Linked DNA regions of Mus musculus: regions 1, 2, 3 and 5 are each linked to region 4. Evidence: chromatin contacts called from public HiChIP or PLAC-seq and promoter capture Hi-C data. All regions are on one chromosome and are shown on one strand. The core of a region is the stretch at or near the end of the contact, and the rest is flanking DNA. Distances in the headings are between cores, read along the strand shown.

Region 1 (5,787 bases), core at 2,443-4,942, 450 kb after region 4:
TTTCAAAAGATCCATCTGAATATTTTGAGATGGGCTGGGGAGATGGCCGAGCAGCCGTTAAAACACTTGCTGCTCTTCCAAAAGGCCAAGGTTCAATTCCTAGCACTATAGTGGCTCACAACCATCAAACCCATCTACTTCCGAGGGATAGGGATCCCCGTTCTCGCCTCCAGGGGCACCAGGCATGCACATGATGCCCAGACATATATGCAGGCAAAACATTCCTAAGCAAAAAATAATGAGCATCTATCTATCTGCTGATGACATGGAGGCTGTTTAGTTGTGACATAAAGGACATAGCCTGGGAAGCAGGGGAAGAGGCATGGTTATGAAATGTCATCTTCACAACAATACCATAGTTTGCTTTCTTCTCGTGGCACATGGAAAACTACTGGTTTCTTATCCAAGGGCACAGCAGTGGCTACAGTTGGCTCTAGGTGCAGCTAGAATGACTGGTGTTTACATCACACTGTTGCTCCCTTGCCTTCAGACGAGGCTTGCCTGAGCGTCTTTTCCTAGCCCTGCATCACACACAGCCAATTTATGTGAAACCTACAGGCAGGTGAATCAGTTGTTTCAAATGAACTGCTAAGCTATGCCTTACATACGGCGCTACTTCTCCCACGCCAGCTTTACTTTAAACACACATCACTGTTTTTCAGTCTCACATTCTGTTCTGCTGTCTGAACGTCTTAACACAGGAAACACTTTCTGGTCTTTATAGGAGGTCCTATGTCTTGCTTTGTCTTACTTGTCTTTTTTTTTTTTTCCGGAGACAGGGTTTCTCTGTGTAGCCCTGGCTGTCCTGGAACTCACTTTGTAGACCAGGCTGGCCTCAAACTCAGAAATCCGCCTGCCTCTGCCTTCCAAGTGCTGGGATTAAAGGCGTGCGCCATCACAGCCCGGCCTTGCTTGTCTTTATAAAGACTTAAAATGCACATCTCAAATCCTCACTGCCTTCTGGCTAAGACATGCTCCTCCTTCTGTTCCTCCGTTTTCCTCCTTCTGTAACTTGCTTCCTAGAAATGCCGTTTTCCAAGTCCTGAGAGTAGGACACAGCTATCTTTATGACTATACATGGTGTGGGTACTCCTTTGACCAACAACTACTTGGGTGTTTGTTATGGGCTATGGCTGAACGCAGGGAGGAAAAAGGACTCTTGGCAGATGCAGAATTATCATTTTAAGTAAGGCAGGTATGGAAGGCCTTACTGAAGATACTGTATCTGAGCTTTTACCATGAGCCCGGTGAGGGGGACAAGCAAACACCCTGAAAACTTAGACAAACAAGCAAGCCAACAATAGATCCCATGCTGGAGAATAGGAAACAACATTCCAGGAACTGACTTAGGTTTTATTCTTGCTTCCTTAGGAGAAATAATTACCAGCGAAAGGACCTAAATACTACCCTATGTGCAGAAACGGGGTTCTGCGCTGCCTGTTTGTAAGTGTGGAAGTCACCAACTTAATTTTTATTTTCATTCCTGGCGATGTCATTACATTTTGCAAAAGGAGAAACTATTCAAAAATGTTTAAGTCGGAAGCACTTTAGCTAAGGTTACCAAATACTATAAAATCTGGATTAGCCGAGATGTTACAAAGTGTCTCCCGCCAGGGTAATCCACTGCCATTGGACTTTTCAGACAGGACTCAGGTCTGCAAGGTGGAAGAGCTTGCCTGGCACCCTGGAGGTCAGGAGTTCGGCATCTTACACCGACAGGCAGGCTGCAAGGGCTAGCCGCCACACTCACTGTACAACCAGCCTGAATTTGTGAACACATGGATGAAAATGTTGAAGATGGCAGGTCCCTCCCAGGTCTGTCATGAGGATCAAGGGGAGAAAGGCTTTCAAGTCCTTAGCATGTGACATACGAGCAACTCCGCTGTGGTAGTGCTCTCTAACTCAATTATTATAATTTCCCCATTATGAATGTGCTAAGCACAATGCCATGGGAGGTCCTCTGGAAATAGGGAAATGAAAACTTGTCAACTCCAGTTATCCCCTTTTCATATAAAAGGGGGGGGGGGGGCAGCCATTACAAAGGACAATGTTTTGATGCAAATATTCCCGTTTTGGTTGTTTTGTTTTGTTTTTAAACCTTTGTCTCAATTAAAAATGCCTTTCCTTATAGGCCTGGATTTGTTGGACCTTCTCCAGTATTGAAGGAAAAACAAACAAACAAAAACCAACTCAATTTAGGGAAAAACAATAGGCCCTGTCACCTCGGAGCACCTGAACACCTTGGGAAGTTCTGCTCTGAGTTCTGGAAGAAGGAAAGAATAATTATTTCACAATACTGTTAAGAATTAGAAGAAGCCCAGAGTACCAAGTGTTACCGGGATGAATACAGGGAAGGCCCACCTCTTTCTTGGCTGTCACACAAAGGCAGACTTGAGTGTAGCAGCTGAGGAGTCCCATCCAGAGAGACTGAGTATAAGTGATTTTTAAGTGTGCTTTGAACTCTGGGGACACTAGAACCTCTCTCAAAAGTCAGAAAATAAATTGCTATATAGCATAAGGGATATAGGCCAATCAAACCCGAGGATAAGAGGACGGTAGGATGGTCTTAAAATTGGGCCTCTAAGGAAGAGTTCTTCCGGGTCTTAATCTCTTTACCATTCATTCTTCACAATGACATGGTACTCTGCTCTCACACTAACCCCCTGAAAGACCCCCTCCAACAGTCAGGACATAGCTGGGGCCAGTTGATAGCCCCACCGCCATCTGCAGAGGTGGGCAACGGCTACAGATTTCTAAAGCAATCTAGATGAATCCGTCAGAACCCATCACATTCCTTCCAATTCAATTCTAAATGCAAATGCGTGATGAATTTCATAAAAAAAAATGACACAGCTTTATTATCTAGAATACTGTGTTAAGATGACTTCTCCATCTACATACTGAATTCATCGTGGAGTTAAAAAAAAAAAAAAAAGAAAGAAAGAAAGAAAAGGAAAGGAAAGCCATGTGGCGGGTCTCACATATTCTCAGCGGAGTCCATATGTACCCCGGAAGATTTTAGTATTTCACAACTTGGTTACTGAGCCTTCCGGGATGGGTTGGGGCAGGGCATACTGGGCTAGTTTGCCAGAGCACCTGTGGAGATGCAGGTTAGTGATGTCTGCACAGCCCCAGGGGAGCACACTCTGGACTTCTTTCTTGACTGTGACAGATCGGGCTGAGAACTGCGGAAATCGAGGAAGAACTTGCCTCCAAGTCCATGAATTTCCACGACCTCAAGTTCTGGGGAGGGGAAGCGGAAAACTGGGGGTAAAGAAGTCAGGGCGGCTCCCTGGGGGCCGGGCCAACTTGAGATGCTCTGTCATTTCCGGGGACGGCTCGGGGACAGCCCCTGGCTCACGTGCCTGCGCCGCCTCTGTTGCCCCCTGCCGGGCGCGCCCCGCCACCGACGTTACCTCTTGGGGACATCGAAGGCCCTGCAGACGGCGGGGCGCCGCGAGCCGGACTGCTTGGTCTTCCCGTAGCGGAGCAGGTCCTGGAAGAGCGCGCAGCTCGGCAGCAGCCTGGCGGGCGCCAGCTGCAGCAGCAGCGCGAACAGGAAGGCGGCGGCCAGCGCCAGCCACAGCGTCCGCAGGGGGTTCAGGGCCGAGAGCTCAAACCCGGCCCACCCAGCCATAGCCCGGGAGCCGGCTACAGATGCGCGCCGCCGCGCCGCCCTCCTTCTCTCACCCCCTCCCTCCCTCCCGCCTCGGCGGCGCGCTTGGCGGTGACGCGGCTCCTGGGCGGGACGCGCGGCCCCGCCCCTGGCTAGGCGCTCAGGAGCTGGGTTGTGCTCCTGCTCACCTGGTTTGAGCAGGCTGCGCTTTAGACTTGTACTGCCTCTAATCTAATTCCGAGATGCAACTCCAACTTGAAGTTCTGCAGGAGCATGCGAGACCACGTGCTACAGTCCAAGTCTTGTAGAGATACGTTACACCTATTTATTAAGTGGAGTGGAGCTATGCCAAGAGGTGTGGGTGGGAGCCCAAGACAGCTTGGGGGGAATTGGTTCTCTCCTTCCACCATGTGGCGCTTCGGGGATCCTATTCTAGAGGTCAGGTTCTCACCAGCCTGTGTAAGTTTCTATAAACTTTGACTGCGGGATTACTGCTGCGAAAAAGTGTGAAGAGAAATTTTGGTTGAAGTACAGGCTGAATTCTTGGCTGGGTCCCTAGAGGGGGCCCCCAGGAGTCAAGATGCGAAGGATCTTAATACCACGCTGGTCTACCAGAAGCACCAGATTCATTAGCATACTCCAGATGGGGATCGCTGTAAATTCAGGGATGACCTCTGGAAAGACCTCGGTGAGGGAATTCTACACTTTGTCAACTGTAGGCTGGAGCTGCTCCGGCAAACTCTGGATTTTGGAGTGGAAAAGCAGAGTAATGCCCTCAATGGACCTACGTTTTTCACCCATCTGCTCCATGGACAAAGTGTTTAACTAGCTGTGTCTGCTGCCTTTATGGCTAGGAATGAAAAGATTTGGAAGACCTTTATGCACTCATTGGCTCGAGTCCATGGGGCAGTGGGGGTGAGGGGGAAGGCAAGGTATGAGACAGCAAATCTCCAAAAACCTCCCTCCACGGATCTGGCTCAGATGCTGTCTTTCAGGCATCAGTGGAAAACACCATCACGTGTTAGATGAAGGCCTGGTTCCCTGTTGACAGCTGCTTAGTGGTATTTCAGGCTATCGGGTCCTTGAGTAATGCAGGCTACTCAGAAAGGAGGAAGCAAATGGGATCCAATTGTGTACCCCTATAATACAAGTCTTTATCACAGCCTTGCTTTCAACAGAAAAATGACTACACCCCTAAATCTGCCTTGATGCGTTTAGCCAAATTATGGTACACTCCCATTTTCTCTCTTAAAAAAAAAAAAGAAAAGATTACAGAGTGGGGGAAAAAAAGAATACTTTTATTTATAGATTGTATGTGTGTGTGTATGTGTGACTGGCCCATCCATGTCAATAATCATTAATAATATAGTTAAGCTTCCTCTCCTCAGTTATATAACTCTGGCCTGTGTCAAGTTGACAAAACTAACAAAAGCAACCAGGACATTCGAGTTCCTGCTCCAGCCTCCTGCTATCGTGCCTCCCCTGACAACACGGGCCCTTCCTCTGGAACTGTGAGCCAACACGTTCTTCTGTAAGTTGTTCTTGATCATTGTTTTGTATCACAGCAACAACAAAAAGATATTGTTACTAATACAGAGTCTCAGCAAGAGCAGTATTTATCTTAGCAATTGAGCCATCTCCCCGCCTCCCACTAACACCGTATCAGCAGAATGCCATGTGGCTGTTGGTAGGTAACTATGGAGACTGAGCACACAGAAAGCAGTCAATGAAACCGTTGTGTGACAACGCTTTCCCCGGGGAGACATACACACATCTACTGACCCCAGATAGGAAGCTCCTGATGGACACACACTGATGCCACCACAGTCTGAGTCCGTGAACTAAGAAGTTTTCTGGGGTTGTTAGGCTGGAAACCCTGCTCATCCCCTGCCCAAGCTAGGAAACAGGTCTGCCTTCCTCCCCCTGAGCCCACTCACATGGAGGAAACTCCAAACTCTCATGTCATCCCTCCTCTGAGAGGACCCCAATCACTCCATTTTAGAACAGGCAGCCATGTTAGGCCTTAAGCCTCAGTTTCCCAAGGAAGCAGGCAAGGCTTCTCAGAAAAACCCCAGACAATGGGCCACCAATCAGCAACTGCCCTGACATCCGGCTAAGGGAGACAGTCAGCCCCAGGACTGAGACAGTTCCTGGAATTTATCTAAGGCCTG
Region 2 (5,773 bases), core at 2,974-5,473, 330 kb before region 4:
CATGACACCCAGGTTCTGTTCCCAGCGTCCGTGTAGCAGCTTACAGATGTCTGTATGTAACTCCAGCTCTATGGGATCTGACACCCTATTCTGGCCTCTTTGGGGATACCCAGCACCCACATGGTACATATACATACATGTATACAAAACACCCAAACACAGAAAAGCAAAAGGAAAAACACTTGCAAAAGCATTACATTTTGACTGAGGTTTATAGCTAATAATCACTTGAAGGCTTATATCATGCTGGGGGTGATGGTGCTCGCCTTTGATCCCAGCATTAGGGAGGTAGGGGCGGGCAGATTTCTCTGAGTTTGAGGCCACCCTGGTTTACGTAGCAAGCTCCAGGACAGCAAGGCTACATGGAGAAACCTGTTACCACACAAGGAGGGTGGGATTGATTTGTTGGAGGAAGTTTGGAAAGTATAAAAAGCAAGACAAAAAAACTGTTAGCCGGGTGTGGTGATGGGCACCCGTTATCCCAGCACACTTGATGTTAGAGCAAGGGGCGCCCATGATGTGGTATACTGAGACCTTGCCTCAGAAAATTTTACTTGATGTCATGTCCAGTTTTAGTATATGCAGCTAAGTATTCTTGCCTTCTCTGATATTGATATCTACATACTTCACTGCTTGAGGCTTTATTCAGAGGCAGATTATAGGCATTAGATATCCAGATTCTGGAGTTGGGTTATCTGTTCTGAACACACAGTACAACCGGTCATCTGCACAATTGTTGTGTTACTTCATTTTCTTTGCATTTCTCTCTGAATCCTAATCATAGCTCCCGTTTCACAGGATTGCTATGAAAGCCAGATCAGATGATATACGTAAATACTGGTGACCGAAGGGCCTGGCGTATCAATTAGAATTAGATGACACTACCCTGTTGTCACAGTCCAGAGATGTCCCGAGCCTCTCAGCTTATGGGTTCCTTTGGGAAGGGGATGCGTGACGAAGCTCTGCAGGAAATGTATCAAGTGGCCTGATTTAACAGGTGATGTGTTTATTTTGTTCACAGAGGTCAGGAGAGCGCTGGTATTGTGACCAGTGATGGGAGTGCAGTGCCTAAATTCAGGGTGCATAAGGTAAGTCTGAACATGAAAGACTGATGCTGGAGATGACTGCTGCCAGCTGGGCAGTAATGTCTGCGGTGGAGGCTGGGCACGGTGGTGGGGGCCTTTAATGTTGTGTGTGTGTGTGCGCGCGCGCACGCAGAAACAGGTGGATCTATCTGAGTTTGAGGCTAGTTTGGTCTGTGTAGTAAGACCCTGTTTCTAAGTAAGCAAGCAAGTAAATAAACAGACATGGGAGTGTAAATAAATTTATAACTAGAAGCCATATTGGATAAATCTGCTTCCAATGGCGTGTCTTCACATTTGTCAAAGTAGGATGCATTTCTTTCCAGGTGATCTTTTGCTAGGCTGGCTCATGCAAGCCAGGAGGTCTATTTAAATGTTTTAAGATGCCTTATTTTTTTTTAATGCCAATTTCAGTTTATATTTGACAGATTTCATTGCCTAGTAATAAAATCTTATTGCTAACTATCTGTCATAAGATAGAAGTGTTTCAGTGTTGTGACAACCCTAAACTAATGAAGGGAATATCCTGAGTGCATTTTAGAAAGTGAATCCACGGGCCGGGCCAGGCGGTGGTGGCTCACGCCTTTAATCCCAGCACTTGGGAGGCAGAGGCAGGCGGATTTCTCAGGTCCAGGACAGCCAGGGCTACACAGAGAAACCCTGTCTCACCTGGGGTGTGGTGGCACTCACTCCCCCCACCCCCAAGAACTCGGAAGAGGGAGGCAGAGGCAAGCTAATCTCTGAGGACGGTCAAGGCTACATAGAGAAACTTCCACATTCCAAAGTTAATTCATTCACATTCTGGAGCACAGAGACAGATTGTGTCTAATTTGGGTTGCCCAGGGAAGGTCTTGTTTCTTCCCGGTCCTAGTTTCTGTTTTTTCCCTAAAATCTACTTTTACTTTGACTTCTCAAGGGAATGGGTCTTGTAAACCATGTTTTTACCGAAGACAATTTGAAGAAATTGTATGACTCAAACCTTGGAATCGGACATACGAGGTACGCCACCACGGGAAAGTGTGAGCTGGAAAACTGCCAGCCATTCGTAGTTGAGACGCTTCACGGAAAAATAGCTGTGGCCCATAACGGGGAACTGGTGAACGCCGCTCGGTTGCGGAAGAAGGTAAGTTGGTTTTTAAGAGCTCCTTTTTGAAAGGAAAAAAGGAAAGGAAGTTGAAGATCTCCGACAAAAGGCATCTTCTAGTTACTGCCACTGTTACCTCCCTGCACGAAGCCATTGCATCAGAATTGCCTGGCCTGCTTGCTCTAAATCCAGATTCTTGTACTCCCCAAGTGATCGGAGCAGTGCCACTTTGTGATTTGGAATGTTGGTGTATGGTTACTGTCAACAGCACAAAGCGCTACTGTAAACAGCTCCTTATGACTGTTCCTATGCTCAGAATCTGTGACAGAGGAAAACTGAAGCACTGTTGCCTACGTCCAGACTCGGCTCGGCCATGTTGCTGTGACCAAACGTGGGGTTTTCTTAAACCCACCAGTTAGTGTCCTGTGCTTCCCATCCTCCCTGCGGTCTCCTACCTCGGGACCCCTGTGTTAATTCCATGAGACTGTCTCTCAGATGCCCATCCCGTGTGTAGGCCTTGAGCACTTAAGGGCCACAGCTGAACCTTGATTTTCCTACATTCCTCCTTGATTTCACTCATTTGGGAGCACAGCGGTTCACAGAACTTTAGGAAAATGTTTAATTTGTGCATGTTGGTGTATTTTAAGAGACATTATGAAGGATTCGGAACAGGTGATGAGGGGGGGGATGGGCTTGTGGGAGGAGGCATGGGGCTGCTGCCTTTTGCACATCACTCTCCACTCTCCACTGTTTCAGCACCCAGAAGATCCATGAAGCCAGTCCTTTTAGGTCTTCTGGACACAAACATACATGTCTGCCTAAATGATTAGCCTTTGGTGGTCATCTTGACCTTTGACCCCTGTACTCTCTTTGCAGGTTTGGTCTAAGGCTGAATGTAGCCCTCTGGTCACGTGATTATTTTTCACAGTAGCTTCCCTCTATCCTGAAGCTGTCAGGAAGTATCTAGCCACCAGTCCTGTCCTTATTATATTACTGTTCAAAATACACTTATTTCAGTGGATTGTGTGCCAGGAAAGATTAGGCTGAGATCATTATGGACTTTTTGGCTCTCCAGATCTCTCAATTGTAGATAAAAAGAACTGTGTTTGGAAGTAGAAAACAGTGTCTATTCTGAACATGCATAGCCTCCTTCTTTGTTATGTCCTAAATAACCTGTAAGTGGTTTGCATTGTGTTAGTTACTGTAAGAAATAAAGAGGCTGGGTGGGGGTGGTGCATTCCTTTAATCCCAACATCTGGGAGGCAAAGACAGGCAGATCTCTGAGTTTGAGGGCAGCCAGGGCAGCCAGAGAAACCCTGTCTTGGAGGGAAAATAATATAAAGAGGATTTAAGCACCTTTTGTTTGTTAGAGGTTTTGGACGTTGAACCCAAGACCTTAAGTGTGCTAGCTAGTCAAGCAGTGTGCTACTGAGCGCCATACCCGTTTCTGTAAGGGCCGTGAGCATCTGAGGAGGCTGGTTTTGCAAGAGACTGGCGCTATCCCACATAGGTATCAAGGGCAGTGATGTGTTTCTTTTCTTTTTTTTGTGACCAAGTCTTATTGTAGCCCAGATCAGAGTGCCAGCTCTAGCTAGCCTCAAACGGCAGTCCTCCTGCCTCAGTCTCCCAAGCGCTGGGATTGTAGGCATTTCCCCTATCTGAACAATATCATGAAAGTGGAGGACAGGCTGAGTATTCCTTGTCTGAAATGCTTAGGTGAGAGGCCAGCCGTTCAGATATTGAAGTATTTATGTGCCCATGTGAGATGCCAAGTCAGCATTGAAGGTTATATTTCATGGCACAAATAAAACACATCGGCTAGATAAAGATGGTTTTGTGTGATTTTCTTTTTTAAGCTGAGGGATTCTTTGCTCCATAAACATAGAAATTGCAAAGACACAAAGTGCAGCTCTCTTTCTGTCACAAGTTTTGAGCCTACGGTGTCAGGGCTCTCTTCTGCTAGTGTTACTGCTCTGGGCTTTCCGTGCCAGGGACCCAGCGTCTAGTGTTACAGGCCTGAGCTCGGGGTGTTGGGTAGCCAGAGCCAGTGAGCTGTGGCAGCGTTTTTTGGAACCCCTCCAGCGCAGGTCTTGGCAGCTTCTCCACAGCTCTTGCTGTCTCTTTCCTTCTCGGTACTTTGCACGGTTCTTTCTGGTGTGTGTGTGCGCGTGTGCGCGCGTGTGCCTGTGCCTGCCTGAGTGTGTGTTTTGGACAATGTGCATGATGGTGTCCTTGGAGACAAGAAGAGTGCATTAGATCCCTAGCTACTGGAGTTGCAGGGGTTGTGTTTGAGCTGCCATGTTAGTGTTGGGAATCGGACCTCTGAGCAGCTGGTGCTTGTAGCTACTGAGCCATCTCTTCTGCCCTTTCCCACAGTTCTTTATAGTTCTCTGGAGTCTTCTGGAGCCTATGATCCTGACCACCCCCTTAGAACTCTATCTTTCTTCTAGATGTTCCTGGGTGTCCCTGGGATGAGAAGCCCCAAGGGACTCTTGTGTTCTTCATTCAGTTAACCCAGCCTGCTGGACCCGTAATGAAAGGTCCTAAATGGACCACAGAGCTAATCAAATGAGCCAGCTGATCCAATTGATAGCTGTGCTGCACCATAGGGACAGCGTGCAGGAAGGATGGCTCCTAGACAGCTGTCCAGAGAGTGAGAGGAGCCTTGCTCATATATTTGGACTAGCTGACGTGGTTCAGAGAGGAGCTGTCCCTGAGGGGGTTATTAAATATCTCCTACATTAGTCATTTAAAATGCTGATTCCTGGCTTCTCTCCCTGGTCAGAAGTGTGGATGTTCATTTACCCACCAGCATTGGCGCTCTTTGCTACTGTTAAGGAAGGAATGTGCCCTATTTATCAGGATCAGGAAGGTAGAAAAGGCTGCAGGTCAAGCCATTTGCAAATCTGCTCACCCTCAAACTTAAGTTCTGCTTTATATCTGCTAAGGTACTTTTTCTGTTTAGCTCTGGAAACTTCCCATTGCTCCTAACCGTGGACTGCTGCCACGAGTATACACATACCCTTAGTGGGACACGGGGGTTGTAACTGGGTATTTGTAGAATGCCTGGTTTCTATTACTGTGTGCTTTTGGATGGGGAGTGGGACATCTCATGGTCTAATGATGAAACTTCTCTCTCCTGTAGCTTCTGCGGCAGGGTATTGGGCTTTCCACGTCCTCTGATAGTGAAATGATTACCCAGTTACTCGCATACACCCCTCCTCAAGAAAAAGATGATGCTCCAGACTGGGTAGCAAGGTAACTATAGGACTGGACTATAGCTGCAGCTCTGGCCATGAGAGCTTTGCTTGTCTGTGTTTATAGCCAGTGATTCATTCAGTTCCTTGTAATTCCAGAATTAAGAACTTAATGAAAGAAGCGCCCGCAGCATACTCCCTGGTTATAATGCACAGGGACTTCATTTACGCGGTGCGAGATCCATATGGAAATCGTCCTCTCTGCATCGGGCGTCTTATGCCAGTCTCTGATGTAAATGACAAAGGTAATGAGCTTCAGAAGGAATTTGATTTTCGTAATGCTTTTCAGAGTTACTTTCTTCCTATTGTCGAGTCTTAAGATCCTTGCCTTTCCTCCCGTTTTTCTTATA
Region 3 (6,062 bases), core at 202-2,701, 510 kb before region 4:
GGAGGGGAAATGCGTGCTAACAGGAAAGGTATTTCTTTCCTTGTTTCCTTCCTTCCTTCCTTCCTTCCTTCCTTCCTTCCTTCTTTCTTTTTCTAAAAGATTTATTTATTATATGTAAGTACACTGTAGCTGTCTTCAAACACATCAGAATAGGGTATCAGATCTCATTACAGATGGTTGTGAGCCACCATGTGTGGTTGCTGGGAATTGAACTCAGGACCTCTGGAAGAGCAGTCAATGCTCTTACCCGCTGAGCCATCTCTCCAGCCCAGGAAAGGTATTTCTAACCAGATGGGCCACAGCCTTGGTGCAGAGTCGGGGATCCTTGGTACAAATTTTAAGTAGAGGGACATCTAGTTCCCTGAAAATGATTTGCTGGTGACTTGGCAAATGCTTTGAGGCCCAGTCCCACGTAGTTGAAAAGTTCCTCCTGTCTGAAACCTCTTCAAGGGAACTAGAGGAGAGGTAAGAAGCATTGACTTAGGAAGTAGGAGGTATAAGCCACAGATGAGAAGGTGGTTAGCTCTGAGCACACTATCCAGATAGTTCACCCCCAGGCACAAACCACATCAAAACCCGCTCGGGACTCTGCGATTGTTAATGCAACAAGCCAGGGTGATTCCCACACTACTGCTTGGCTAAGCCTGGACAGAATCTACAGCCAAGAATATCTTGAAGACCAACCGTCTTTACCTCCTAGTTTTCAACAGGAAGCATAGGAGGAGGGAACACACCTGGTAGTTTTCTTAGCCCCAAGTCTGAAGCTATATTGGTGTGGCGCAGCAGGAAGGTTGTTGCTGCGATATGCTGACAACATTTGTTGCTGGAGAACTGGAAGCTGGAGGTGGACCTATTTTTCTGGGCTGAAGTCTGAGGTTCTAAATGATAGTTGATTTTGATCCTGATTAATTGGGTAGGTTTTGAAAGGTATCTCACACACATACAGGAGACCGCAGTGAGGTAGGTAGGCTCTTGGGATGGAGGCTTGGCATTTGGGGTTCAGCTGCCTTCCGCATGCTCATGGCTCAGCCTTCTCCACGCTACCACCCAGCCGTAAATCATAAATCATTATCGCTGTGTTTCCATTTCCGTCTCAGTACAAGTACATTGGAAAGATCTTTAAAGTATCATCCAAAAATTTTATAGCCGTTATTTGCGACTAAGCTGGCAATTTAATTTTCCCTCTGTGATTTTAATGTCCTTCACATTTTCTGCAGTACGTGCTATTTTTTAATCAGGGGGAAAAAAAAGAGTAAATATCCATTGGTAGTATTGTTTGTAAGTGCGGTCTCTTTTTCCCCAACTTGTGCAGTGAGCGTCTTTCCCCAAAGTGTGCGTTGCCCTGCGCTCCCTGGCAAGGCCCCCACGTGCTAGCCCGCGGCGGAGGCGGAGTGTGGCGGCCCGGGAGGCGTGCCCACGGCGACGGGAGCCCAGCCCCGCGAGTGTCCTCAGTCCCTAGGGCAGCTCCGGATCTCCGGAGGCAGCACTTGAGGCGCTTCCTCAGTATACTGTCCCCTCGGAGTGTCAGGCGGGAGGCGTCTTCTTCCTCCTCTCCATCCTTAGTCAGGTTGGGGACGGTCCCGGGGAAGGAGGGTTCCCCCCAAACTCCGCAGCCAGCGGCGCGGGGCGCCTCGGTGGAACGGCGGGAGGGGGCAGGCGGACCTCGCTCACCCGGGCCATCTGGTTCCCCTGCAGACGCGCACGGACCATGTCGGCGCAGACCGCGAGCGGCCCCACGGAGGACCAGGTGGAGATCCTGGAGTACAACTTCAACAAGGTCAACAAGCACCCGGACCCCACCACGCTGTGCCTCATCGCAGCCGAGGCGGGTCTCACGGAGGAGCAGACGCAGGTGAGTCCCCAAGCCTATGTATCCTCCGGGACTGGCGGGTTCCCGCGGCTGCCGCGGGCCTCCATCATATGTATCTCAGTCCCCAAATCATTCCGCAGTTCCCCGGGCGCCCAGCCCCTATCCACCCTACCCTGTCTCAACACCATCCTCTTTTTGGGTTTCCACTGCCTTCCAGATCCGGCCCCTTGCTTTCTCCTCCTGTAGTGGGAGCATCTCGCCTGCTTTCCTTTCGGTTTCCAAGCTCAGTAACTCTTCCCGCTGTGCTGGAAAGCTTCGGGAAGGTTTATTCTCATCAGGGTTGTCATGGTTTAAAGGGACGTTAGCGATCAGCTATAAGGTTGGTCTTCCGGTTTGTCAGAAGACAAAACTAAGGCGGGGGAGGGGGGTGGGGGCGGGCGGGAGGGAAGGGTACTGTCGTGGGGATAGGGATGGAGGACCTGACCTGCCAGGTTGCTCTTCCCGCCACATCACCACATCTCTGTGCTGCACCTAACAGGCACACTGCCATACTTCGGTTCAGGTTTTGTTGCTGTTTTTATTAATCCCCTGACTCTGAGCTTCAGGTTCAGCTTTAGAGTCTTTCTCTGGAATTTACCAAGAAGTAGCCCTCTGTTGCTATGGCCGCAGCACACGACCCCCTTGCATGATGATAATTTGTCTGTTCATAAAAGGCTTCCTCGCTATCCCATTATCCCCAAAATTTGCTTAGGGTAGAGATCGCAGTACCACCTGGCACAGTGTTGGAGCCTTTAGGCAACTCTCTCTCCAGTCCAATCTACCCTCTAACTTCTTTCTTATTCCCTTTGGTCGTGGAAAGATGATTTGCCACGTATGATAAACCATTTGGGAGTTGGTCCTGTTTCTCTCAAAGCATTTCACGCCTTTCAATTTTCCTCTGAGCTGGGATATTCTTATCCCTTCAGTTAATAGACTGGAGAAGGAGGGGCTTTGTCCTCTCTTCACCCTGCTCAGTTAAAGCTTAAAACCCTGTAATAGTGCTCCCTGGGCTATTAAAACCAGAATCCTGGGGGGCTGGTGAGATGGCTCAGTGGGTAAGAGCACCTGACTGCTCTTCCAAAGGTCCAGTGTTCAAGTCCCAGCAACCACATGGTGGCTTACAACCATCTGTAACAAGATCTGACGCCCTCTTCTGGTGTGTCTGAAGACAGCTACAGTGTACTTACATATAATAAATAAATAAAAAAAAAAAAAAAAAAAAAAAAAAACCAGAATCCTGAGCCCTAAGTCCTAGATGATCCTTGCTAAGCCGAGACAACTTGGAGAATTTATCCATGGGTAATCCTCCCGGTCCCGGATCAAATAGAAAGGCTATTTAACCAGAATCAGAACCCAATAGAAGATGATTTATTGTAACCCAAGTCTAAAAGCTCGTGTTTCTTGCAACTCATCAAAAGGCAAGCTGTTCTAGTCTTAGCATTAAAAGACCGTGCTATATTTAATGATGTAGATAGAGATGTCTCATGTTTTAAGAACTAGGCTGTTGGATATTATGGATGCAGTACCATCTAGGGAATCTAACCCTGACTTGGTCTCCAAGACTCTTCTGTCTGTAGAGCAGAATGGTCATGTTGCCTCTGTTGCATGGTGTTGGAGATCCAGGCTAGGGTCTCGAGCATGTTGAGCCCATTCTGCCACTGAGTGTGCCACCGGCCCCATGCTGACCTTTGGAGTGATAGATATCTGCCATATATTGTCTCAGATACTTGCTGAATCTTTGCTCATTTTGCCACTCCCTTAAGAGAGAAAGCACCATCAGAACAGAGAGCTCAAGTTACTGAAACTGCAGCCAGGGCACAGCCTGCCTCCGTATTGGAGACTCTAGGCCTCTCTCCCGTTCTCTATCCTCCCCTCTATCCGTTCCTCCGGAGGAAGGCTGGAAACAACTGTATAGGGTGGTAGGGGAAGGAAGGGCAGAAAGATCAGTTTACCCATGCATCAAGCTATGGTTATTCCAGGCTATTGCTAATCCTTTCTCTGGACTCACCTGCTGTTAGAGAATTGAAATGTAACTCAGCAGGGCCGGAAGAAAGGGCATCTGCCTTTCAGGGGTCAAGATCAACCAGTGCAGAAACCCACACGATGGGGGTATCTGCCATCCTCAAATGAACAAGCCCGGCGAGAGTGGGTGTGGGTGAGTCAGCCCCATGGGAGGGCCTGGCTTCCTCTTCCTGCCCTAGGCCAACACCTTCTTCCTCCAGAGGCCTGCTGCAGCCCAACGTACCCTCACCTCCCTGTCTAGACCTGCAGGAAAGTATCTGGAACCCAGAGCTCAGAGGCTCAGCATAGCAAGTCTCAGGAAGGAGGCTTCTGCTTGCCCTGCCATTTCTTGCTGGACGGAGTCCCATCTCCCTATCCTTCTTAACTCCAAGCACTGCCTTCACGTGTGTGACTCCGTAATCTACTCTAACATTTACATTTTAAAAAGATGTCTTCTACAAAAAAAAAAAAGTCCTGCTGATATAAAAAGTCCAGCAATGAGATTGCAAGACAGTTGCTTTCATCTGTAGTAGGTCTTTAAGGATGTTTAATAGAACTCTGTGGAGGCTGAGTTCTTACCTATCTGTGATGTCTACTGTCAGCACAGGCCCCGCCTCTCTTCCTTACTAGTGTGGTCCCTCTTCCAGCCAAAATGATGACATATTTATCACATATGCCAGAATCCCTTTTCCATCCTGACACCAGCCACCTCCAGAGATAGAGCCTTGCCTCCTCCCCTTCTTAGAGAGTGAGACAGACAGGGTCATCCTATGTAGCCCGAGCTGGCATGAACTGACAACTCCTCTGCCTCTGCCTGCTGTCTGGTGAGATTACAGGCAGATATCACAACACCCTGCATCATATTCTTTCCCTAAAACAAGTATTGTGTTACTAAAAGAGATTCGCACTACCCACACTTGAGAGATAGTTACTAATTCACACTGTTCACACTGTGGCAAAGGTGAGAAAGACTGGGGGGGTGGGGGGCAGAAGCTTCCTGGCAGGGGACCTCCTTTTCCTTTTCTCCCTTACTGTCCATGAAATAGGTAACATACCAACATCCTAGTAAGATTTGAGGGAGGTGCATCTCAGAAATTGGTGTGAAAAACCAGGCATCCTGTTTATAAGTCACAGACGAATCTGTAGAACTCCTTGTAATAATCAGTCCTCCTACTGAGCTAAAGTCTTTGCTATGGGGAGGCACCTGCAGGAACTCAGTGCAGGAAGAGAACTTGACTGTATTTTGATTTGGGGACAAAGGAGCTTCTCTTATCTCTAGTATTCTGTATCTCTCCTATATTTAATTTAAGTGAAATCCTACAGAATCCCACTCCCTGTGACCTTTACTGCCTGGAAGTCAATGTAAAGAGTAAGGGAGGCTGGGAACACTCCCTTCTTTTCACCCTGAGAGGCTGGGATAATACAGTCTTCCTCTAACAATCTCTTCCTCTTCCTCTTCCTCTTCCTCTTCCTCTTCCTCTTCTTCTTCCTCTTCTTCTTCTTCTTCTTCTTCTTCTTCTTCTTCTTCTTCTTCTTCTTCTTCTTCTTCCTTCTCCTTCTCCTCCTCCTCCTCCTCCTCCTGCTCCTCCTCCTCCTCCTCCTCCTCCTCCTCCTCCTCCTCCTTCATTTTATGTATGTGAGTATACCATTGCTCTCTTCAGACACACCAGAAGAGGGCATCAGACCCCATTGCAGATGGTTGTGAGCCACCATGTGGTTGCTGGGAATTGAACTCAGTATGTCTGGAAGAGCAGTCAGGGCTCTTAATCACTGAGCCATCTCTTCAGCCCTACAGTTTTCTTCATATACACAAGTTTTCTTCATATACACAACAAGTTTTCTTCATGTACACAACTCGAGCATACACACGCACACGCACATGCACACACACACATACACACACACAAGTACAGTGTAGCTGGCATTGGTTCTTGAAGAGGTTCCCAGTATTTTTATCTCTTTCTGGTGTTCTGGACTTGTTCCCAGAATACAGTGTTTTCAGTTGTTGGATGTTTTATCAGTGGGATAAGATCCTCTAAAGGTCTCCTTCTGAAAAGAATGAAATGCTAGTTGTTAAGAGAAAAGGATAAGAACAATGTTGTTTTGCCCCGACCCCTCCCTACCCCAGTGCCCAATTATCGTGTGTTCACTCAGAGTAAATAGGTCTCCATCAATGAGCAGAAGTAATGAGAGCTCCCATTCATGAGCAAGC
Region 4 (5,444 bases), core at 1,611-4,110:
TGAACCTGAATCTAAAACTTAAAACAATGAAAATTCTAGAAGGAAACAAAGGTTTTCCAGAGGCAGGCAGGGGACCCTTGCAATTCCACTTTCTTACAGAGCTGTAGCTGGCAGGCAGGCAGGTATCCTGCTCATTCTAGGCAAGTGCCCTACAGGGGACTATGTCCACAACCCACAGGGCACCCCTTAGTGACAGTAAACATAAAAGAAAGACATGCTAAGTAGGACCTCATAAAAGTAGAAACTATCAACTCATCAAAACATGCTAGTAAGGAAAATGTAAAGGCATGGTCAGGATGCGGCTTAATGGTTGTTCTCTCTTAGTATTGGGAAGCTCTGGATCCGAGCTCTGAAACATCAAGAAAGAGGAATGCGAGTGGGGAATGAAAACTAGAGTACTAGAAAATATTCACAAGATCTAAGAAAATATTTACATACTGAATAGAAAATAAACTCTTGGATCTTAGTAACACAACAATCCAATAAGAAAATTGGGGCAAGATCTCGTAGGAGGCACATGACTCTAATCTCAGAATTTGGGAGGCAGAAACAAGCCTGTACACTGTACACAGTAAGTCGGAGGCCCAGGGATACATAGTGAGACCTGGTCTCAAATTATCCCCCCAAGGATAATTTGGTCTGTGCATTTCACCATGTAAATTTCACTCCCATATTGGTTCTTTTCATTGTCTTGAGACAAAGGCCTTATAACATCCTGACTGATCTAGAAAATTGTATTAAAACTAAACTTTAGTTGTACAAACATTTGAAAAGACACCTTGCAAAAGGCATCTTGAGGGAAATATATGAAAAGGTGCGTAACATGCAAAGACTCTCAGCTTAAGAAATCCACACACCACCCAGAGAGTAGAAAACCACTGTGGAACGAGCCAAACAGCTTCCTATTAAGTGAAACACAGTCCTAGCTGATAACACCATAATTCTATTCCTACAGCTTTACAAAAGAAAACGGACAGGAATATGCACAGGGAGACTCCAGCAGCTTCACCTGTAACTGTACAGAGCTGGAAAGGGGATGAACAAGCTATCCTACGCGGGCTAGAAACAGTTTCACGGGCCTCTGGAGAGTCTCTGGAAAGGATAGATCTTTTTTCCCAAAGTGATAGAGGACTGCCTGGGGTAAGTTACCCAGGCACAGACATTCATGGAAAGTGCTTAAAGGCACACTGAAGGTGCATTTCACCGTGTAAATTTCACTCCCATATTGGTTCTTTTCATTATTTTGAAATATACCATCCTGACTGGTCTAGAACTCATATTATTGGCCAGACAGCCCCATCTTTTTCTTCTGCCTGTGCCTTTGAGTGCTAGGACTACAGATGTGTACCACCAGGCCCAATCTTACTTCCTTTTTTTTTTTTTTTTAAGTAACACACATGTAAGTAGCTCAGTATACATTTTTATGCTTGTCTATTTCTATGCTTGTTTGTTTACCGTATCCAGGGTTAAGCACTGAGCCTATGACATGGTAGGAGAGCACTCTTTACTGGGCAATACCTCCAGCTGTTATACTTGTCTTCTCAAACACCTATGATTATTTATTATCTCTACCAATCTGCCCTAAAATTGAGTTATGCAGAGACCATTTCTAACCTTTGCCAAAAAATTGTAGTCATAGAACTCATGTTTCTAAATCAAATAAAAATTATGTCCTTCACCACTAGTAAAAATTATAAGTGCACATAAATGAATACATGCAAAACCTGATGCTCCAAACACCCATTGTGGGATCGAGTACCAATGTCACCGTTCCTATTTAAAGCATAAAGCCAAGAAGGCTGTCCCAAGAAAATAGCTTCCCCAACCACAGGGCTACTTCTAAATTAGTGTTTCTTCTTGGTTATCCCCGTTAACAAATCTAGGATCTTCTTTTAGAGGCTTCCCCTAGGGCTTTCTAGGTCCCTCCACAAAAGGACTTGATTGATGCCGGAGGTGTTTTACAGAAACTCCTGTGCTCACAAGAAAAACATCTGACAAGATAAATTAGCGGGGCAAACTCCAAGAACTATGCCCCCTCCTTGACAGCTGCCAACTCCGGGTACCAGGAAACCATCTTTCTCCATCCTTCATGAAGGCAGAATGAGAATACGAATCAAAAGACCATGGGCCATAATAAGTAAAGTCCTCCAGGCTGGGGGGTGATATGTACATATTAGGGTTTCCCCTATATTCCAGATCACAAGCTTTAAATCAAAACAGCCGAAAAGGGTAGGTTCCGCAGTTACAACTAGCTGTCCACTAAACCCTGGGGCGTTGTTGTCTCAAAGCGGGCACCTCTTACTTTCTCAGAAATATGCAACCTGCGGATACAGTAGCGTTTAAAAAAACCAACACCAGAGTGCGGGCACCGCAAAGGGCACGGGCCGGAGCGGCCAAGCAGTCCTTCCCCGGCTCAGGCCGGAGGGTGGAACGGCAGTTCTCCTCGGGTCGGCCCCGGGCCGCACGGACGGACGGACGGACCGACGGACTGTGGGACGGTCCCCGCGCCGCCCTCCCGCACTTCCTCCCGGCAGCGCCCGGGCTCCCGCCCTCGCTCGGGGGTGGGGGTGGGGACCGCCCCGGAGGCCCCGCGACCCGGCCCAGCCCCCGCGGCCTCCCCCGGGTGCGCCTCACCGCCGCTCCGTCCCGAGGTACATCGCCCTCCGGACCCGCTGTCCCCGCTGGCTCGTCCTGCTGCGGCCAATGGCTCCGGCACGAGCGCGGTTTGAAAATGGCGCGGAGAGAGACGGTCGCGGCCCACAAGGAGGGAGCGCCGCCGTTGCCCCGGTAACGGACCGGAGCGGCCCACAGTGGCGGCGCGCGCGCCGGCCGCCCGGAGATGGCGGCTTTCGGCCCTCGGTGCCCGGAAACGTAACGGCCGGCCGATGCCGGGGCTACGGCGCCCCCTGGCGGGGAGCCCGAACCTCTGCGGTGCCCGAGGACCTTGCCAACTGGCCGCTGGCGGTAACCATCAGCTAACCCCCAATGACCTTTCACAGGTGAATTTCTGCTGATCGCCCTGTCTTCCCCCTGGATGTCACTGTCCTTGCAGCTTCTCCTGGCTACCACTTGATAACAGTTATTGCCCCGTACCCATGTAAACCCCCAGAATAGAATCCGACCATCAAAACCTACTTGTTTACGTTTCTCCCTGCTGCTTCCAATTGTGGGCTCCTTGAATCAGATATTCTTTTATTCAACTGTATTTCTCTAGCATCTGTCACAGTATTTGTAAATGTTAAATTGAAATGAATTGCTTACAATAGCTTGCTCATGGTTACAAAGATCATGGTCAAATCCCCAGAGTCCACCACTCTCCTAAAAACTTTCTAGATGGTTAAGAGTTGAGTTTTTGTTTGTGCGTGTTTTGTTTTCTTTTGTTGTTTGTTTCTGCTTATATTCCTTACCAAGCCGGCCTTTCCTCTGACTATGTACTTTGTCCACTGCTCAGCACGGAACTGTATGTTGGGATGTGAATTGCTCTGTGCCGATTCATTCTTTGTTTTCACGTCTCAGTCTCCATTTTGTGTGCTTTGTCCGTTTTTAATTGGAAGTTTTAAGGAGCTAATGAATCCTGTAGAGATTTTTATACCATCTTGCACATATACAAGTAAGCATATGTTTATGTAAAGACAAATATCTTTTTTAAAAAAAGTCATAAATATCAGAAATTGGCTGTGCATAGCCATCTAGTGAAGATAGATAACATTGGTGGCCCCCCTTACCCCAAACACACACCAACTAAATGTTAGAACAAAACTCAGTGAAGAAATACAACGGGGTACATGGGATTGAAAGCTACAGTTAGCCTTTGTTCCAAGTGGCATTGATAACCCAGAGTCAGGGTCACTGCTGACCTCCGAGGCCTAAGGTCAGGGATCCTGGCACACAAAACTTGAAAGATGAGAATGCAGAATGCTGCTGCTTCCCACCCAAGTCCTAGCGCTTTAAGCAAATTGCATGGCTGTGGAGGCATGGAGGAAAACAGATGCCCTCACCACAGAAAGTGAGCTTTGTAGACTTAATATCAGCACCAACAGGAGTTCCTGAAACACTTAGAATGAGGTTTGCCTAGAGGCTGGTGGGGTCCTGATTGTAAGGAGGAAGAAAGCCAGATGTAAAGGTAAAAGAGTTGCTTTCACTGAAAACTGATGCTGTAGTTTAGATCTGAAATGTGGTGGTCTGAAGGAGATTGGCCCCTATAGCCTCATATACTTGAATAGCATGACCCCTAGTTGGTGGAACTGTCTGGGAAGGATTAGGAGGTGTGACCTTGTTGGGAAAAGTGTGTCACTGGGGATGTGATGGCTAACATTATATTGATGGCTCACTTTAAAACTGCTTGAGAGAAGCAGAAACCAAAAATGGACTTCCAATGGGTTAGATTTTAAAATTGCCTGGTTTTGCACAACTTTAACAAAACTACTGTTTCTGCTTCGTAAACAAAAGCTTGTTTTACATGAGATGACTTTGTGCTCTTTGCCTGTGTAAGTCCCCCACTGAGGTGGCTGGGGGCTGTGCTGCACTCAGGAGTTCCCAATCTGGGTGTTGAACTGGTGTCTGTATATGAAAGTAGCTTCTTTGTTAAAACTTACTAATGGTCAGACTGGCGAATCTCCGAACCACCTCAGACCTATAACAGAGGCAGGTTTTGAGGTTTCAAAACCCATGCCATTCCCAGTTAGCTCTATCTTTTTGGAGCTTGTAGATCAAGATGTGAGCTCTCGCCAGGTGGTAGTGGCACATACCTTTAATCCCAGCATTCGGGAGGCAGAGGCTGGCAGATTTCTGAGCTCGAGGCCAGCCTGGTCTACAAAGTGAGTTCCAGGACAGCCAGGGCTACACAGAGAAACCCTGTCTTGAAAACAACAACAACAACAACAAAAAAAAGCTCTCAGCTGCTAATCCAGTACCACCCCTGCCTGACTGCCTGCCTGCTGAAACACTCCCTGACATGATGGGTATTGTCTTAGTTAGGGTTTTACTGCTATGAACAGAGACCATGACCAAGGCAACTCTTATAAGGACAACATTTAATTGGAGCTGGCTTATAGTTTTAGAAGTTCTGTCCATTATCATCAAGGTGGGAACATCAAGGTGGGAACATGGCAGCATCCAGACAGGCATGGTACAGGAGTTGCTGAGTGGTCTACATCTTCATCTGAAGACTGCTAGCAGAATACTGGCTTCCAGGCAGTTAGGGTGAGGGTCTTAAAGCCCACACCCACAGTGACACACCTACTCCAACAAGGCCACACTTCCTAATAGTGCCACTCCCAAGGCCAAGCATATACAAACCATCACAGTTATGGACCCTAACTCTCTCAAGTTGTCTTGGTCCAAGTTGTCTTGGTCGTGGTGTCTTAGTACAGCAACAGAAAGGTAACTAAGCCAAATGTCCTCCAAAGGCCTGTGGGCTATGGCCTGGTCTTCAGCATGGCACT
Region 5 (5,445 bases), core at 2,092-4,591, 400 kb after region 4:
TAATTGTAAAGATAAGAATCTGTAAGACACTTCACTGAGGCCACACATACTGTCTTAACCACTGGGACGTTTACTTAACATGGTTACATTTTCTCCAGCATCCCAGAAAGGACTGCAAATCTAGCTGTATCTACCAGTATTTCTGTCTCAAAAATTACAATATGACTACAACCCCTATGAAATGCCTAAAAAGTTATATACTCGTAAACTGCACTCTGGCCCCTAGGGCTGTTTCACTCCCAGTGGTGACTGTTTTAAAGCAACCTTCTGATGCAGAGCTATGTGGGAGTTGCTCAATGACAACTCAGCAGTTCAGAGCAGAGACAGACCATGCCTGAATGGCAGCAAGGGTTGACAGAGGGAGAATGGGCAGAGAAGCCCCGTCCACCCAATGCCTCTACGCCAAAAATCTAGAGCCCTGGGATCTGATGGTGAATGGCTCCTGCTTCACATGTGCCACCTGGTCTGCACTACCATCAGATGGCCATTTATCTCTCTAGTGAAACAGGTCTGATCTGCCCCCACACACACCATGTGTGTGTGTGTGTGTGTGTGTGTGTGTGTGTGTGTCAAACTTTACAAGAGTTCTAGAATTAACAACTAAATAATCAGTTGCAGTTCAATTTTCTAAGCTAAAATCAATAAATGAACAAAATCACAGGTAGCAGATAATAAAAGCTGAGTTTTTCTTCATCTAGTAAATCCTTTAGCAAGTAAAAGGCGGCTGGATATATACTCTTAAAAAAAGTTTTTTCCCTGCTTGAGTTCATTTTATAGTTTTTTCCATAAAAGTATTTAAAACCTGATAGGAACTGAAATGTAAAAATCTTAGAATTTTCTCATAGAAAATTCAGCCGGGCGTGGTGGTTGCACGCCTTTAATCCCAGCACTCGGGAGGCAGAGGCAGGCGGATTTCTGAGTTTGAGGCCAGCCTGGTCTACAAAGTGAGTTCCAGGACAGCCAGGGTTATACAGAGAAACCTGTCTCAAAAAAAAAGAAGAAAAATTACTTAGCAAATGCCAAAACATACACGGTCTTAGGAAAGAGATAAAAAAAAAGAGTATGCTATAACAATGTTCTCAGGGCTTCAACACACTGAAGAGCAGACAGAAACCAAGTCAGAAGCAAGAGTGTAAAAATAGATAAACATAAAAACCCTCAAAAGAGGAGTGGGCTGGGCATCACGAGAAAAGGCTTACATCAATGTGTTAGCCATCAACACTAAACCCATTACAACAAATGGCTAGCAGGGGGGTGGGTTTTCAAGCAAACTCAAGGACTGCAGACAGCACCTGGCAGGGTGAGAAGCAGGGATCTGGTTTCCAGCTCTGGGTCTGCCAAGAATCAGGTTTTCCGAACCACCACTCTTCTCAGACCTGCACTGCCCCATCCACAAGCAGGAAATGTCACCTGCTCTGCCCGCTTAACAGCTCTCACTAAATCTTACCGTCACTATAACTAAATCTCCTAACAGGTGCTGACTGACCTGACCTCTTCCTGAGTACTTCCAGTAAGGAGAATTTTTCCTTAGTTCTCCTCAAGACCATTGCTACATTCGGGACAGGTGATTCTTAGAAAGTACTTGCTGTGTAAAACCAAACTCAGAATCACAGAAATTCCCATCTCCTGATACTACATAGAAAAACAAAATACTGGAAAGGCCAAAGGGTAACATGAACTGTGAAGAAAGGAAAGCGCCCAGGACTCAGGGAGTGCTCTTCTAACCAGGGCATCCTGGGAAGGGCTCCGGAAGGTTCTGCTGGCTCTTGAAGATGGGAAGGGTCCTGAACCACAGGCCCCATGCCTGGATTCTGTTCTAAGGTCTTTGCTCAGGGGAAAATGGCAGTGAGCAGAGGTCAGGTTTCAGTTCTGGAAGCCACTGGTTTAGAACACAGCGAGGCAGTGGTGGGTCCCTAAAAGACCTGGGGTTTAGCTGGAACGGCATGGTGATGGGAAAATGAATATCTATCCTGCGGTCACCCTGATCTGTACTCAAGTCAGGACAGCCATTCTCTTGGAGGGCAGATAAAGACAGAAGTAGGAAAGGGAATGCCAAAATGGACCCTACTAAGAGACTAAAAAAACTCCAGAATGTAGGAGTCAAAATTGGAAATAGAGAGTCCAACTCAGAGGAAAGTAACATAGAAAGGAGAAATTCTACGAACATAGATTAAAAGGTTAATTTCTATCTATCTGGTAATGGTTAAAGAAACTTATGAGGCTCTAGTTTACCTATAAATGGAGTTTTGGAATCCCTCACTATAGAGCGCTCTACCTTTGGGCACAAGTCTCTGCATTCAAGGGCAACTTCCTTCATGCCAAAACACGTTTTTTTGTTTTTTTTTTTTTTTTAAGGGAGGGTGGCAACGCATAATCTCTAGACACTGTATCTGGCAAGAACCACAGGGTGTGCCGAGCTGAATTCGGGTGAGCATCTCTGGTTGGGTTGCTTCAACAATGGCTGATACTTCCAACAATGTGATGCTACTTCGAGAGAGACAAGTCTCCCAGCGGCTCTGTACTAAAAACTTTCTACTTGGGATGATGATTTCCAGTCTTTTCAGTATGGCCCATGTGATCAGCAGAAGGCAGAATCCAGAGCAAGCCTGTCGGTACCAGGGATCTAGAGGACCTCTGGGGAGCCCCGGTTGGGGCCCTCACTTTCCCTTCCCCCAAGCAGCCAGGCCAGGCCAGGCCGCGCCTAAGAAAGCCGTCTTGTCACCCTCCTCCCAGCGAGCGGAGCAGGGGCCGGCTCCCCTCCCCCAGCCTCTTCGGAAAGAGGGCGGCGCCGCCAGCGCGGGAGCCTGGTACCCGACTGCGGGCTCCGCGGCCTCAGCCCGCCCCATCCCCACCAGCCCGGGCTCTCACCTCGGCCCGGGCCGGCTCGAGGCCCTGCACCGCCGCGGGCTGCGGCTGCAGCTGCTGGGCGGGCGCCGGCGGCTCCTGGTTCCGATGGCTCAGGTCTTCCTCCGGGCCGGCGCGGACCCCGGCCGGGGCCCAGAGCAACTGAAGCAGCAAGAGCACGAGCAGCCTTCGCGTCGGCGCCCGGCCGCTCCCCCGGGCCGCGGCCGCCATCCCGCCCGCCCAGCCGGCACCGCGCTGCGGCAGGAAGAAGTGCAGGCGAAGGGAAGCGTCGAGCCCGGCGTGCCGGCAGGCGCCTCCGTCAGGCCTGGCTGCCGCTCAGGGGGCAGCCCTGCAGCACGCGGGACGCGGGGACCGGACCGGGACGGACCGGCGGCGGGAGCTCCGGAGCAGCTGGGCAGCAGAAGCCACACACTCCTCCAACTGCCTCCGCGGCCCAACTCCTCCGGCCCGCCCCCTGGCCAACACGACCTCCCATTGGCCCGACGTCAGCCCGGCGTCGTGACGTTTCCGGCAGGTTGAGGTGCGGCTCGCTCACTGGTCCTATTGGACCCGGCGCGCCGGGCCAGGTAGCTGGAGCTGCTTGATGGACTCTCCCTGCGTCCTCTCGGGTCCCACCAGAGACCCCCTTATTGGCCCTGGAGAGGTCAGGCTGCCAGGCTCCTACCAGTACTTCCTCAAGAGCCTTAGGTCTTTAAGGCCTAAGCCGCCGCCACCTCCACTTCTATTAAATGTCAAGTGAGTCCCAGCCCCGCTACCTACGTGGCAGGAACTGCCACACCTTTAAGTTACGATCCACCCACCCTCACCACGTCCCTGGACCGCCTACACAGAATGTTCTTTGGGGGTCCATATGCTGGGGTTTTTTGAAGGTTCTGAAGTAAGATTCGGAAGTAAAAGATGAGAACGTCCAAGCTTGATTTTAAAACATTGTTGAATAGCCGCAGACCAAAAGTCATCACTGCCCTGGCTCAGGATGCCTTATCCTGAAATAGGATATCCTGAAAAGGTTTGGAGTTGAGTGGTTAGGGTTTCTGTGGGATGGAGGCCTTGAGTAGGCAAAAGTAGAAGACAGGAAAGAATGGTTAGTTAGGCGTTAGACTAGGGCTGGATTTTTTTTTTTTTTTCTAAAGAAAAGCTGAGATACCGTACGCGCGCGCGCACACACACACACACACACACACACACACACCACAAATTGCTAACCATGTGCCAGGCACTAATCTAAATCCTACTCCTGTTTCACAAGCCATTCTTGCAACCTCTCCTTAGCCTACTCAGCATTGCTCCTTACAGAACCCTTCAAGCTATAGCTTATTTATGCTCCCAGTATTGTGAGATAACCAAGATGCTTCCTACACATAGTTTGGGGTGCAGTTGTTGTACCTCCAAGTTCATTCCTGGAGTGTAAATGTCCTGAGCCCTCAGAATACAACATGACAGGGATCAGAAGTCTAGACTCCTTCAGCCACCTCCTTTTTCTGCAAAGATTTGCCTTGCTCAAAAGGGCCTGCAGAGGAGATAGGAGTGTCAAGTGGAGAGAATAAAAGAAGCAGCCCAGTAGATGGAGGCAGAAGAGTTAGGTGTCACGGATCCTTGAGTTCTGCTAGGGACCAGGTTTATTATTTTTTTTCCTGGCGTTCTCTAGTCTATGATCATCTCAGAGAAAGGCCTCCTGGCTAAATTCTAGTTACCCCACATAAAGCAAAGAAAAAGCAAATGGCTCAAGGGCTACAGCTGCAGGAGACTGAGATGCTGATTGCAATGTTCCAGTGGCTCTGGAGCAAGACAGGAAATCTGTTCAACAGAAGATGTTAGGCAATGGGGCTCTAAAGCTCTGTCCCCAGAAGGGAGCTGGCATGGCAGTGTTACAGGAGCAGAGTCTGAAGAGAGTGTGGTTTTCGCAGCGCCTCCATGTTGCCCACCTCCCTGGCCTCACTGGGGCTCTGCCAAGTGAACTCCAGGCATCAGATTCCAAAGTGAGTAACTCTTTGTGTTCCACACAGGGCTCCATCTCCTGAGGCTGTGCTTGGCTCCAAATCAAAGCTAGAGCTAGCTTTAACTTAGACCTCGAGGACTCGGAACCTTTATCCTTCTAGTCTTGAATAGTGACAAGCTCTCTTTGAAAAAGAAAAAAATCAAACAAAACCAAAAGGAAAAAAAATAGGTTAAATTTCTTTTTAATTGTGTGTTTTGAAGTGCCCAGGAGTGACTTTAGACCTTGTGCCTATCAGGAAAGTTCTCTGCTACTGGGCTACGGCTACAGCCCTATTGGCATCCTTTGTTGAAAAACAACAGAAGCTGTTTACATGATCCATAACTACTAAGGGTCTAGGAGACCTAGAAATTCCAATTAAGCTTTCTGGCATTGTCCTACGTAAACAAGTGTCACTGAAGTATAAGCACTAGCAATCATCTTACAGTAAGAACTACTACTGCATGGGTATTGCAGTGTGTGTGTGGTATGTGGGCTGGGGATGAAACCAAGGACTAAGTATGTGCTAAGCAGAAATTCTGTCACAGGGCCACCCCTATCAACCTTTTAAGGTGTTTTTTTTTTATACCTGTATTGTGTTTATTTCC

Evidence for each region. Promoter capture Hi-C pulls out the DNA fragments that hold promoters and counts their contacts. HiChIP or PLAC-seq counts read pairs in DNA pulled down with a chosen protein or histone mark.
Region 1: a contact with region 4 is called in a promoter capture Hi-C map of pre-B cells. The contact joins the promoter of Srd5a3 here to the promoter of Cep135 in region 4. A contact is called at or near these places in 9 of 39 promoter capture datasets (3T3-L1-derived adipocytes, the C10 cell line, embryonic stem cells and 3 more), 1 of 484 Hi-C or Micro-C datasets (CD8 T cells), 3 of 115 datasets of contacts at active chromatin or transcription factors (astrocytes, embryonic stem cells and memory CD8 T cells) and 2 of 9 other capture datasets (liver and pancreatic islet).
Region 2: an H3K4me3 HiChIP or PLAC-seq map of neural progenitor cells shows a contact between it and region 4, with 7 times the contacts expected there. The contact joins the enhancer-like site here to the promoter of Cep135 in region 4. A contact is called at or near these places in 6 of 39 promoter capture datasets (the HPC-7 cell line, cranial neural crest, maxillary cranial neural crest and 3 more), 5 of 115 datasets of contacts at active chromatin or transcription factors (embryonic basal ganglia, embryonic forebrain, neural progenitor cells and 2 more) and 1 of 9 other capture datasets (liver).
Region 3: a contact with region 4 is called in a promoter capture Hi-C map of second pharyngeal arch cranial neural crest. The contact joins the promoter of Hopx here to the promoter of Cep135 in region 4. A contact is called at or near these places in 6 of 39 promoter capture datasets (the 3T3-L1 cell line, cranial neural crest, embryonic stem cells and 3 more), 2 of 115 datasets of contacts at active chromatin or transcription factors (bone marrow-derived macrophages and embryonic forebrain) and 3 of 9 other capture datasets (embryonic stem cells, liver and pancreatic islet).
Region 5: a contact with region 4 is called in a promoter capture Hi-C map of pre-B cells. The contact joins the promoter of Tmem165 here to the promoter of Cep135 in region 4. A contact is called at or near these places in 11 of 39 promoter capture datasets (the 3T3-L1 cell line, the C10 cell line, the SN4741 cell line and 6 more), 2 of 484 Hi-C or Micro-C datasets (embryonic stem cells and muscle stem cells), 3 of 115 datasets of contacts at active chromatin or transcription factors (the 230-238 cell line, effector CD8 T cells and embryonic stem cells) and 4 of 9 other capture datasets (adipose tissue, embryonic stem cells, liver and 1 more).

The regions. Positions count from the first base shown.
Region 1 is chr5:76,138,178-76,143,964 of GRCm38.p6, reverse strand. It overlaps Srd5a3 (steroid 5 alpha-reductase 3), which reads right to left and starts at 3,692. Exons shown (of 6, transcript NM_020611.4): 1 at 3,417-3,692. The coding sequence starts at 3,637.
Region 2 is chr5:76,922,106-76,927,878 of GRCm38.p6, reverse strand. It overlaps Ppat (phosphoribosyl pyrophosphate amidotransferase), which reads left to right. Exons shown (of 11, transcript NM_172146.2): 2 at 1,022-1,088; 3 at 1,999-2,205; 4 at 5,312-5,424; 5 at 5,523-5,668. It overlaps LOC115486295 (a long non-coding RNA gene), which reads left to right. Exons shown (of 2, transcript XR_003955939.1): 2 at 1-432. Among named protein-coding and RNA genes, the nearest start is that of Aasdh, 20 kb to the right of the region's middle. Within about 2 kb of position 4,223, at least 63 of the 459 cell types and tissues checked have an H3K27ac peak or open chromatin away from gene starts, as enhancers often do. A contact at or near this core is called in liver and neural progenitor cells, where this site is marked.
Region 3 is chr5:77,090,656-77,096,717 of GRCm38.p6, reverse strand. Hopx (HOP homeobox) reads left to right here and starts at 1,451. Exons shown (of 3, transcript NM_001159900.1): 1 at 1,451-1,567; 2 at 1,696-1,852. The coding sequence starts at 1,709. It overlaps LOC115490297 (a small nucleolar RNA gene), which reads right to left and starts at 4,990; the gene lies at 4,887-4,990.
Region 4 is chr5:76,586,115-76,591,558 of GRCm38.p6, reverse strand. Cep135 (centrosomal protein 135) reads right to left here and starts at 2,860. Exons shown (of 26, transcript NM_199032.3): 1 at 2,635-2,860.
Region 5 is chr5:76,181,776-76,187,220 of GRCm38.p6, reverse strand. Tmem165 (transmembrane protein 165) reads right to left here and starts at 3,341. Exons shown (of 6, transcript NM_011626.2): 1 at 2,869-3,341. The coding sequence starts at 3,075.